Regions from separate parts of the Mus musculus genome. Here all the other regions are linked to region 3. The links are chromatin contacts, called in public HiChIP or PLAC-seq maps. All regions are on one chromosome and are shown on one strand. The core of a region is the stretch at or near the end of the contact, and the rest is flanking DNA. Distances in the headings are between cores, read along the strand shown.

Region 1 (3,657 bases), core at 1,019-3,518, 2.5 Mb before region 3:
GAAAAATAGATATGCATGCACCCACACAGGTGACAAGATTTCTGAAACCCTAGATAGGTCCAGCAGGAACTGAGCCTGATAGCCACCAGGATTACAGAGCGACTCTCAGATCTTCACCTGCATCCATGTTCTTTTCTCCAGATTGTGTGGGAGGCAAGGGTGGGCTCCAGCCTCATCTGTTGTGGCCGTGACTGTGCTTTGGGTGGTATCGGCTGCCCTGAGAAGCAGAGGAGCCCAGTGACATCTGGGAGTCTTTGACCCCACAGCTTCTGATTCTCGTGCTCTGTAGATGGGCAGGGCTCAGAGGCCTCACAGTTGAGATTCCAGGAAACTGGCTTTGTCATTGCTAAATAAATTTCTGTGCCAGACTTTTTGCCAAAAAGGAAAGTAATAATGAAAAGTACAAATTTATTTCTTACTCAGTGATTGCAGTAGAAAGCATGACCTGTGGCAGGGTGAGCTCTGGGTACTCTGCCGCTGTCTTGAGCCTGCAGTAAGGAAGATACTTGTCTTAGTTAGGGTTTTTCTGTTGTGAGCAGACATCATGACCAAGGCAAGTCTTACAAGGACAACATTTAGTTGGGGCTGGCTTACAGGTTCTGAAGTTCAGTCCATTATCATCAAGGTGAAAACATGGCAGCATCCAGACAGGCATGGTGCAGGAGGAGCTGAGAGTTCTACATCTTCATCTGAAGGCTGCTAGCAGAATATTGGCTCCCAAGCAGCTAGGAGCCCACACCCACAAGGCCATACCTCCCAAAAGTGCCACTCCCTGAGCTGAACATATAATATACAACCATTACATTCCACCCCCTGGCCCTCATAGGCTTGTCCAAACATAAGCCTATGGGAGCCATACCTACACATAGCATAATGCAAAATACATTTAGTCCGACTTCAAAAGCCCCCATAGTCTATGGCAGTCTCAACAATAATCGTCCAATAACTTAACTGTAATCCCCAAAGCAAGACAGGAAGCCAGCTGGGCTCTGCATCTCCATGTCTGATGTCTTCAGATCTTCTATTCCTTTTTCATCTTTGTTGACTGCAACAAACTTCTTTCTCCTGGGCTGGTTCTACTCCCTGGTAGCATAGCAGCTTTCCTTAGCAGATAGTCCAACTACCACTCTGGTATCTCCAAGGCAGCTTCTTGTTTTAATGTCTGGGCCTCCTCTCCAAGGTGACGTCACTTCCCCAGCTCTGCCCTCGGTAGCTCTAAGCTCAGGTTGATCCCTCCACTGCCGCTGCTGCTCTTGGTGGCCATCATCTCCAATACACTGGGGGCTTCCGCTGCAACTAGAGCCTCTCTAGGCTCTCTTCATGGTGCCAAGCCTCAACTCCTTTGCATGGCCCCTTCAGTCCTGGGCCATCATCTGCAACCGAGGCTGCACTTTGATCAGTGATCTTCCGCCTCAGCTGCTCTTCATGGCCCCTTCATGCCTCAAGGCCAGTGCCACCTGGGGGACCATTGCAGTCACCCAGCATAGCTGCAGCATGAGGTGCAACCTTGGCTGTCTCTGGAACACAGCTTCTTGGTGCTCAGAAAACACTTCCAGTGATGCTGGTTGTCGTCATGATTTATTTATTATATGAGTACACAGTTCTCTTCAGACACACCAGAAAGAGGGTATTGGGCCCCTGTTACAGATGGTCGTGAGCCACCATGTGGTTGCTGGGAATTGAACTCAGGACCTCTGGAAGAGCAGTCAGTGCTCTTAACCACAGAGCCATCTCTCCAGCCCTGCCGGTCTCTTAATCACTGCTAATGCCTTAGCTCCCGCTAACCAGCATCAGCTGTCCCAGGAGTCTTTCTCCTCGTGATTATAAAGCCAGAGACACATGGCCGAAGCTGCTTGCTGGAGCTGGAACATGGCCCCTAGTTCTATTGCGTCATCACTAGCTTCCAGCTTTCGCGCTCCTTCAAGGCCTAAGTTTGTCACGTGGGGATCTTGCTCAGAACTCTGAGATATGCAAGCCTGACTCCTGGGATTAGAGGTGTGTACCAGCACGCCCGGAATTAAGCTTTTCTTCACCTACAACTTGATCTGTCCTTGAAAGTAGAGATCTGCCTGCCTTTGCCTCCAGGAATTAAAAAGCTTGTTCTGCCCAGTATAGACCAAAACTTAACTGGGTGGGATCTTGCCCCAAGGTCACTAGTCCCTTAATTCAAACTAATGTCCTTGAACACATTCAGCTCCATTCACTTCCAGTATTCCTTTCTAACCTTGCAATGCTTATTCACATGCTCTTCCTGAGAACAAAGTCTACGATGGGCCTTTCTAAGGCTTCCTTTGTCATTGTAATTAACCTGAGCCTCCTTAGCCTCAGGCAGACTCTTCAGCCAAGGGCAAAAATAGCTACTTCTTCACCAAACTACAAAAACAAGGCTCTAGACCACATAACTGAAATTCCTCACTGAAACCTCTTGTGCTGGGTCTACACAGTTCCGATTACTCACAGCAACAAAGTGTTCCATAGTCCAGCTAGGATAGACCATGAAGCCCCACTTGAAACATTCTGTGGCCTTCCAAATCCCAAGTTCCCCAACCTACATTCTTATAAGCAAAAACACGGTCAGGCCTATTACCGCAATATCTCAGTCCCTGGTGCCACCTGTCTTAGAGTTTTTCTGCTGTGAGCAGACACCATGACCAAGGCAAGTCTTCTAAGGACAACATTTAATTGGGGCTGGCTTACAGGTTCCGAAGTTCAGTCCATTATCAAGGTGGAAACATGGCAGCATCCAGACAGGCATGGTACAGGAGGAGCTAAGAGTTCTACGTCTTCTGAAGGCTGCTAGCAGAGTACTGACTCCCAGGCAGCTAGGAGCCCACCCATGAGGCCACACCTACTCCAACAGGGCTACACCTCCTAGCATTGCCGCTCCCTAAGCAGAGCATATACAAACCGCAATACTGGCCCTGTTGAAAGAGAAGCCAACCAGCAGAGCCTGCAGGTCTAGCACTCAGGTTGAGGAGGGAGGATTACAAGTTTGAGGCCAGCCTGGACTCAGCAAGCACAAAACAGAAGAAAGGAGGCTTGAGAAGTTGAGTGGTGGTTTTTGTTGCGGTGACTGTAAGCCAGTTGGACAGTGTTTGTCGTGTCCCACTGCTAAGTTAGTGCTGTTTAGACAGGGCGCTAATGAGTCTCCTAGGCCAGCTACCAGGTCTGGGCAGGGCTCATTTATGGTAGGTGTCTCTGTTGGCCCTGCTGTTCCTTTGGTTTTATCTTCGCATAGATTAAATAATTTTTTGGCTATTTCACTAATTTAAGTCCTGCAGTCAATGTTCCTAGAGTCTGGGGAGACCTGCGGACTCTGCAGCCTAGTTTCCTTTTGGTCATGATGTATGTGCAAGAACTTGAGCTAGGATGATGTTCACAATGTATAAACAGTCCATGTGAACATATTTACACACACGCAGCGTCTGTCAGTAGTCCATCTTGCGTCTATGTTGGTGCACTCAGACATGTCTGGTGGTCTTTGTGCCTCTCACTTTTTACAGAGCAGGACTGAGTTGGGTCTTAGTCCAGGAAAAGCCATGTGTGTTACCCACATCTCCTCTGCTACGGCCACACTAGTCCTTTGTGTACTACTGACTGAAGGAGTGTCTTGTCTCTTTTTTTCCCTCTTTGTGACAACAGCCTTGTCATAGGTTC
Region 2 (3,766 bases), core at 184-2,683, 2.5 Mb before region 3:
TCCATAGAGCTTGGAAACCTTACTGTGGGAACACTTGAAAACGTCTCCCGCCAGCAGCCATTAAATGCCAGCAGCATCAACTCCCCAGTAACAAACGGGGCCTGGAGATGACGGGCCACAACTGTACTGGGAATTTGCTGTTTCAGTCTTGTGCTGGTTTTGTCCGATCACCGCAGCTGGCTTCTGTGAGTTCATGACTCTCTGTTGTGTCCGGACGAAGCGTTTCACAGCGCACGGCTTCATTTTATAGCTCTTACATTGTTTCCCCACCGCTTCTGTGATATCCCCTGAGCCCTGGAGTGTGAGCGTTTTGGTATCCTACTTAGTTTCTTCTCAGTGCTTCTTTGATCAGCTGGTTGTGTGTTTTCCCAGGGATGGCTGCCCACTTTAAGAACTGCCTCTGATTAAGGTTGAGAGCAGCCGAGGTCCTGGGTCAGCTCTGGTTCCCATGCTGGCTCTGAAATGAGTTGTTTGTTGGGAGATGGAGCTGGTCCTCTTGGAATGCAGGTTGTTTTCCTCCATCTTCTGTGCATTTCCTTGATTCTGTGAAAATGGAATCGGGGCACTGAGCACCGTGTTGCCTCCTGAATTAGCAAAATTTTAGACCTGAGACACCAAGGTTGGTATGTATGTATAAAAATTGCATAGTGAAACTCACTGTGTGCTGGCTTGAAAGAAAGAGACATTAAAAATGGCCTGGCTGAGCCGGGCGCGGTGGCGCACGCCTTTAATCCCAGCACTCAGGAGGCAGAGGCAGGCCGATTTCTGAGTTCGAGGCCAGCCTGGTCTACAAAGTGAGTTACAGGACAGCCAGGGCTATACAGAGAAACCCTGTCTTGAAAGACAAACAAACCCCAAAACAAAAGAAATAAACAAAAAAAAAAAAATGGCCTGGCTGGTGATGCCTGCCTCTAATCCCAGGGCTTTGAAGGCAGGGCAGAGACCAGCTCGTAGTCTACACAGAAAGTTCTCTTGACAGCCAAGGCTACGTAAACCCTGTCTTGAACTGTAACCCCCCCACTAATATATTTACCGTGTTATGTGTATAAATGTATGTATGTATGTATACCATATAGAGTTCAGAAGAGTGTGTTGGATCCCTGGTTGTAAGCTGTGGAATGGTAGCTGGGAATCAAACCCAAGTCTCTGCAAGGGCAACTGTTCTTAGCCACTGAGCCACCTCTCCAGCCCTTTGTACCGTGATCTACAAAAACGTCCCAAGTGCTTGGGTTAAAGACACCTGCCACCACCATCTGCTGTGAAAACATCTTTTTTTTTTTTTTTTTTTTTTTTTTAAATTGAGGTTAAAAAATGTAAAACCAACACCCTGGAAAACATACAACAAAATCAGAGTGCCTACAGACAAAATCAGCTCGTGTGACCTGTCTCCACCTGGCCTCACCCCAGCCCTTGTGGCCGATCTCACCCGGATAGCATACCCTGGTTGAAGAGCCCCACCCGAAAGCCTCTTTCCCATGCTCCTTTTCCCCTGCCGCTGGAAGGTAGACAGGAAATCAAGGTCAAGCAGGTGAGGAATTGGTGGGGGTGGGGTGACATCAGGAAATATCCAGATTTGAGTCATCTGCTTGTTCTTAATGGCTCCTGGGGTGTCGGTGTGATAGATGGCTTGGAGCAGCCTTTTTGGACCATGCTGAGCCTGACAACCACAAGATAGATGAGACCTGTGGCTGCAGTCCTAATGCAGGACTTCCCTGTGGGTCTGCACATTGGTTATGTGATAGAAACATTGATACTCTAAGCCCTGTTACTTTTCTTTACAGCTGGTAAACTTCAAATCATTCAAAAACCAGGATCGAAGACTTTGAGGCCAGTAACCTGTGGCCCAGGTCAGCTTTCTTTAGGTTGCTTTTGGTTGGTATTCGATGTAGTTCACGGTGAGGCAGGGTTTTGGATTCTTGTGGTTCTGGGGGGACTTTCTTCCCTCCGTGCTGGTCAGTGGGCTTTTAGAAAGCTCACAAGGCAACCACCGAAGCTTCTTAGAAGTTCTCAGACCCTGTCATTTTCTGAAGCTCCGGGGCAACAGCTTATGACTTGGTCACTCCAGCTGCTCTCCTCCCTGTAGACTACTGGCCAGCGGTCCCTGGATGGTGACATATGGGCATTTGAGAGCTCGGAGTGGGAGCATGCTCAGTCTCGTGTACTAGGCCTAGTGAGGAGCCCTCAGAGCAATGAGATGCAAAGGCTGCCAGAGATGAAGCCCAGCTGGGCCCAGGGCCAGCGCTACTCTGGGCTTGGGACCCCACTACCTTACACTCCTAAGTAGCCCTATTGTCACTGCAGGCTATTAACAGTTCCAAAGAAAAATGTGCAGCCCCAGTCACTGGGCCCAAGGGGATCGATCACTTATCGCCAAAGTTAGGTTGAGTATGTCTGCCCAATGGACATATATGCCACTTTGAGGTCATATATGCTCGTTATGCCCAGTGAGTTGCTTCTGCTGCCTGTGGACCATGTCTGGCTGCACACTGCCATCATGGTCTAACCCTCCAAACTGTAAGCCAGCCCCAATGAAATGTTTTCCCTTATCAGAGTTGCCCCTGATCATGGTGTCTCTTCTTAGCAATGAAACTCTAACCAGGACTACTTACTTTAAGGAACATGCTATTTAAGTAGTCAGAACTTGGACTCACGGAGCCATAGCCTCATTGCCATATCTGCCCATTTACCCAGGAGACTTAAAAGGCTCTGGTTTCCCGACTGTGCCAGCCGAAGCTCCACCGGTGCTGTGGTGATGTCCCCCAGGTCGAAGTTTAACGAGAAGACCCATAGGATAAAGGCTTGAGATAGAGGGCTCAGGTGCAGGCGGGTACCCGGGTGAGCATCTAGCTAGCCAGACCCCTCCCTCGTTAGTGGCAGTAGCTACCTTTGGAGATGCAGTAGATTTCTTTATTTCTTTCTTTCTGTTTTGTTTTTGTTTTTGTTTTTCGAGACAGGGTTTCTCTATAGCCCTGGCTGTCCTGTAACTTACTTTGTAGACCAGGCTGGCCTTGAACTCAGAAATCCGCCTGCCTCTGCCTCCTGAGTGCTGGGATTAAAGGCATGTGCCACCATGCCCGGCCGAATGTTAAGGATTTTAAGTATATAGTTACTAAATATTGAGCAACTGAAAGAGTAGTAAACTCAGTCCTCCAAGGTATGCTAATCATAAAACAGATAGCGACATTCCTCCACCCACCCGCTTCCTGGGTTCAAGTGTGTTCATTCAAAGAAAGTCACCCTGACCCACCCTGACCAGTGCTGGAACCTGCAATGCAAATGTGCTATCGTTAGGGGCTCTTAGAAACTGTCTTGAGAGTTAACAATTACCAGGTAGGTATTCCTTGTGACACCTGTGACTTTGTACATCCTTGTGACTCTTAACTGGTATTTTTGGTATTTTCCAACAACGCCCTTCCCACCTCCTTGAGTTGTGGTTTTTTCCTTTAAATACCCCCTTACTCAGCTACTCGGGGCGCCACGGTCCTCTACCCCTGCGTGGTGTATGACCGTGGGCCCGAGATCGCTCTTGAATAAAAATCCTCTTGCAATTTGCAGCAAGACCGTTTCTCGTTGGTGATTTTGGGGTGTCGCCTCTCCTGAGTCAGAACGTGGGGGAGTCCTCACGTTGTGGGTCTTTCACAACAAACAATAAAACATTGATATTACTGGACATAAAGAGACAGACAGGTACAGATACAATATAATGGGTAATTCAACAGTCTCTTGTCCTGGCTGGTTTTGTGTGTCAACTTGACACAGCTGGAGT
Region 3 (3,809 bases), core at 753-3,252:
TATTAGGAATGTTACTGTCTAGCCCAGTATGAAGACAAACTACCACACCAGGTATAGTGACTTGTATACTCGGGAGAATGAGGCAGGAGGGTCAGAAGCTCAGGGCCAGCCTGCACTATAAATGAGACCCTAGCTCAAAAAATAAAAAATAAAAAATGCACTATCAAGAGACAGTATTTAATGGAAAGGGTCAATGAATTCTACAACTCCATACAGCAACTCCATTATTTTTAAATCTCAGTTGACTCTTAACAATAAATTACAGCTCATACTTAAGAAGAACTGAGGCCGGGCAGTGGTGGTACCCGCCTTTAATCCCAGCACTTGGGAAGTGGGGGCAGGCTGATTTCTAAGTTCCAGGCTAGCCTGGTCTACAGAGTGAGTTCCAGGACAGGGTTTCTCTGTCTTGGAAAAGGAGGAGGAGGAGGAGGAGGAGGAGGAGGAGGAGGAGGAGGAGGAGGAAGAGGAGGAGGAGGAGGAGGAAGAGGAGGAGGAGAAGGAGAAGGAGAAGGAGAAGGAGAAGGAGAAGGAGAAGGAGAAGGAGAAGGAGGAGAAGAAGAAGAAGAAGAAGAAGGAGGAGGAGGAGGAGGAGGAGGAGGAGGAGGAGGAGGAGGAGGAAGAAGAAGAACTGAGTCTCGAGATGTGAAGGCAACAACAGAAGTCACACTGCCACATGCTTCTGTTTATCTGGCACTAGGCTCAACGTGTTTATCCCTGTCACAGTAGGACCTTCTACTCATCATAAACTATAATAATAGCTTTTATAAAAGTTCTTAACTATTCAAGCAAGCCCAGTCCAGGTCCTGTAAAAAATACAGTGTCTGGGTACCTCTGAGGACTTCCTCCATCTCCCAAGTCACTGTGGCCCAGCAGTCAGTAACCCGTGCCAAGCCCCAGCCACTTTGAAAAGCACATTTTGTGGTTGAATACAGTGGATATCCGAGTTTACAAATTTAACATTCACACAATGGTGTCTCTTAGGAAGCACAGGAAGACAGACCATTTTCCGAGCTCACGAATGGTTCTACTTAAGTTACCTCAATGTCAAAACCTTCAGGACTGGAGAGGTGGCTAATGTTAGAATCTTAAATTTCATATCTGAGACTTTGGCTAGAAAACAGAATAAACTATGTTTGAAATCTTGTGATGGAGTTTTCTGAAATACATTTCCGGGTACTGTCTCTTCACTCCCTAAGACCTAGAGAGGCATCAGGCCACATAACCAATCACAGAAGGACTTTGGAGCTCGATAGCTTCCAGACTGCACCCAGGTGTTTTTATTATTATTCTGTGTTTCCTGTTGCTGTCAAAAGACCGGTGTCCAGAGGCCAGAAGGTGGGACCACAGAAATTCACAAGGCGCTTCCACGCTCAAAGGAAAAGCATCAGCCCACATGTGACAGACGAAAACCCAAGTGCTCAAACCACTATGCACCCCGAAGAGACCGACCTCCCCTGCAGGCACTGCCTCTCCCTGGCCAGTTTCCTGACTCAACCAAACTCTCCAGGGCATGACCTGGGTCAGTTTCTTCCAGCTTCCCCAGGGAGTCATGGAGTTTCGCAGGAGAGAACCTGCCTGCCAGGCTCTGGAAGCACTTGGGGCAGCTCCTCGTCCTCCTTGCTCATTGGTACGGCCACTGTCACCTTTCATTTCCCACACGCCCACTGCCGACCCCGACTCCCCTAGCCCCTCACATAGCCCAACAGTCTCCTAGGAGCCAGGTTCTCCTCCCCAGACTCCTACGCCACCCGCACTGCAACGGGACAGCACGGCCACCTGACCTCTGACCCCTGACCCCGACCGGGTCCTCCCCGTCACACCCACCTGCCCGGGACCTTGCTGTTGCTGCGCTTCCAGAACTGCTTCCTGGCCCCGTCGCTGGCCATGGCCGCTCCTCATCCCTCAGATCCGCAACCCTGACACCCGAGAGCGGTCGGCCACACCTCCAGCGGCCCTCTCCTGTGCCCCGGCGGCCCCCTCAGAGACACCAGGACTCCGAAGCGTAGAGCCGAGAGGCGCTTCCGCCTCCGTCCGGAAGTTGTGACTCGGCGATTCCGGAAGTCCCGCCTTCGTTTCGGGCAGTGCTTGACGCCATGAGAAGGCGACGCTGGGATATGTGCGTGGCTGTAGCGCAGGGAGGAAAGCGGAGTCTGCGAGCTGCGTATGTTCTGGCGGCGCTGAGAGCGCTCGGGTCGAGCGGCACGGACTGAGGTCTCTGGATCCCGGCCTCTGATCCCCGGCCATGAACTCCGGAGCCGCGTGCGTCTGGGGTCCGAGTCGGTCTTATTTGCTCGCAGCCAACCAGCAAGTACCGAGAACCAGAAGGAGCACAGGCAGATCGGGACCCTGCTGCGGGCGGACAGGCGAGCGGGAGGATGGAGAGCTTCTCCCGCTGTAGTGTGGTCCAAGCCTCATCGCCAGGGCATTGACCCCGGATCAGTAAACACTGCACAGTGAGGTGAAGGAAGCGACTTCCACCGGAGCACATCTGAAGCGATGGCGGGGATCTGCCTGGGCTTCAGCTGAAAAACGAATAGGCACGGAGACACGAAGACTTCATCTTGCCGGCGCTTGCGTGCTTCCAAGACCGCAGTAAAGTGTGCTTAATTGTAAGATACATTCAAGATCCAAAAATCTTAATACGGAAATGTTAATTATAAGTTTACATTAAATGATACTTTATATATATTGGGTTCTGTAGAATATATTGTTATGTTTACTTTCACTTTTTGCTGTGTAGTGTAGCTACTTGAAATTACTTACGTGATTGGTGTAAAATTTCTATGATCTTAGACTCAAGGGTGAGAGGCTGGCATCTCAGGCCGGAGCTTTAGTGAAACACTGGTAATGCCAACTTGTGGCCTTTACTACTGAGAAACATATTCACGACAGCTGTCTCGTGCACTTTTTCTGCTTTTGATATGGTCTTCCTGTTTAACCCAGGCCCTGACTATATTCTCAAGACCCAGACTTCTAGACATATTGAAAGTGGTGTTGGGTTAGCACATGGTGGATGCAAGAAATCACACTAAAGAACCTTATATAGCTTAGCCCAGTTGTATGCCAGACTTATCCTCAGTACTCAGAGCAGGGTCAATGGCCTAGAGCCCTGTATCTCAACTTTGTTCCCATTCTTTAAGAGTAAAGCCTTCTGCAGCTCCTTTTAGACTGCAGCAGCTACCTGACTCCACTTTGACTCTGCAGAAAGGGGTGGCACCTGTTCCTCTTCATTTCCTGCACAGCCGGAGCCTTAGGAACTGAAATAGTACATCCCAAATGTTTGCTGTCTGGATGACAATACCGGGCTCTCTAGGAATCCCTTTTGACACAAGCATAGAAACTTCAGGAAATACCAGGGACAATGTCAACAGGTCCTAGGTGACCCCTTCAGGCACAACTTATGGAACATAGCCTTGGCTTCTCCTTGGAATCCTACTTCTAATAATCCTTAGAATTTGAGAGACCTAGCAAAACTAAGATTAATAATCATGTCCTAGCACTGCCTCGAGAGCTCTTTGAAATAAAACTTTAGTGGTACATAGCTATGGCCCAGCTTCTCAAGAGGGAGGCAGGAGAATGGAAATTAAAAATTGGGTGCTATGGGGCTGGTGAGATGGCTCAGTGGGTAAGAGCACCCGACTGCTCTTCTGAAGGTCCGAAGTTCAAATCCCAGCAACCACATGGTGGCTCACAACCACCCGTAATGAGATCTGATGCCCTCTTCTGGTGTGTCTGAAGACAGCTACAGTGTACTTACATATAATAAATAAATAAATCTAAAAAAAAAAAAAAAAAAAAATTGGGTGCTC

What was found. HiChIP or PLAC-seq counts read pairs in DNA pulled down with a chosen protein or histone mark.
Region 1: a contact with region 3 is called in an H3K27ac HiChIP or PLAC-seq map of epiblast stem cells, with 9 times the contacts expected there. The contact joins the enhancer-like site here to the promoter of Tbc1d22a in region 3. A contact is called at or near these places in 10 of 39 promoter capture datasets (the 3T3-L1 cell line, 3T3-L1-derived adipocytes, embryonic stem cells and 7 more), 8 of 115 datasets of contacts at active chromatin or transcription factors (acute myeloid leukemia, embryonic stem cells, epiblast stem cells and 4 more) and 1 of 9 other capture datasets (embryonic stem cells).
Region 2: a contact with region 3 is called in an H3K27ac HiChIP or PLAC-seq map of embryonic stem cells, with 5 times the contacts expected there. The contact joins the enhancer-like site here to the promoter of Tbc1d22a in region 3. A contact is called at or near these places in 5 of 39 promoter capture datasets (the 3T3-L1 cell line, embryonic stem cells, hippocampal neurons and 2 more) and 6 of 115 datasets of contacts at active chromatin or transcription factors (embryonic forebrain, embryonic stem cells, forebrain and 2 more).

Annotation. Positions count from the first base shown.
Region 1 is chr15:88,707,627-88,711,283 of GRCm38.p6, reverse strand. The region is part of intron 6 of Brd1 (bromodomain containing 1); the gene reads left to right. Among named protein-coding and RNA genes, the nearest start is that of Gm41377, 25 kb to the left of the region's middle. Within about 2 kb of position 2,268, at least 40 of the 459 cell types and tissues checked have an H3K27ac peak or open chromatin away from gene starts, as enhancers often do. A contact at or near this core is called in embryonic stem cells, epiblast stem cells, stem cell-derived epiblast-like cells and 2 more, where this site is marked.
Region 2 is chr15:88,681,973-88,685,738 of GRCm38.p6, reverse strand. No RefSeq gene overlaps it. Among named protein-coding and RNA genes, the nearest start is that of Gm35997, 21 kb to the right of the region's middle. Within about 2 kb of position 1,433, at least 9 of the 459 cell types and tissues checked have an H3K27ac peak or open chromatin away from gene starts, as enhancers often do. A contact at or near this core is called in embryonic stem cells, where this site is marked.
Region 3 is chr15:86,212,652-86,216,460 of GRCm38.p6, reverse strand. It overlaps Tbc1d22a (TBC1 domain family, member 22a), which reads right to left and starts at 2,002. Exons shown (of 13, transcript NM_145476.2): 1 at 1,825-2,002. The coding sequence starts at 1,886. It overlaps Gm22818 (a small nuclear RNA gene), which reads left to right and starts at 3,804; the gene lies at 3,804-3,809.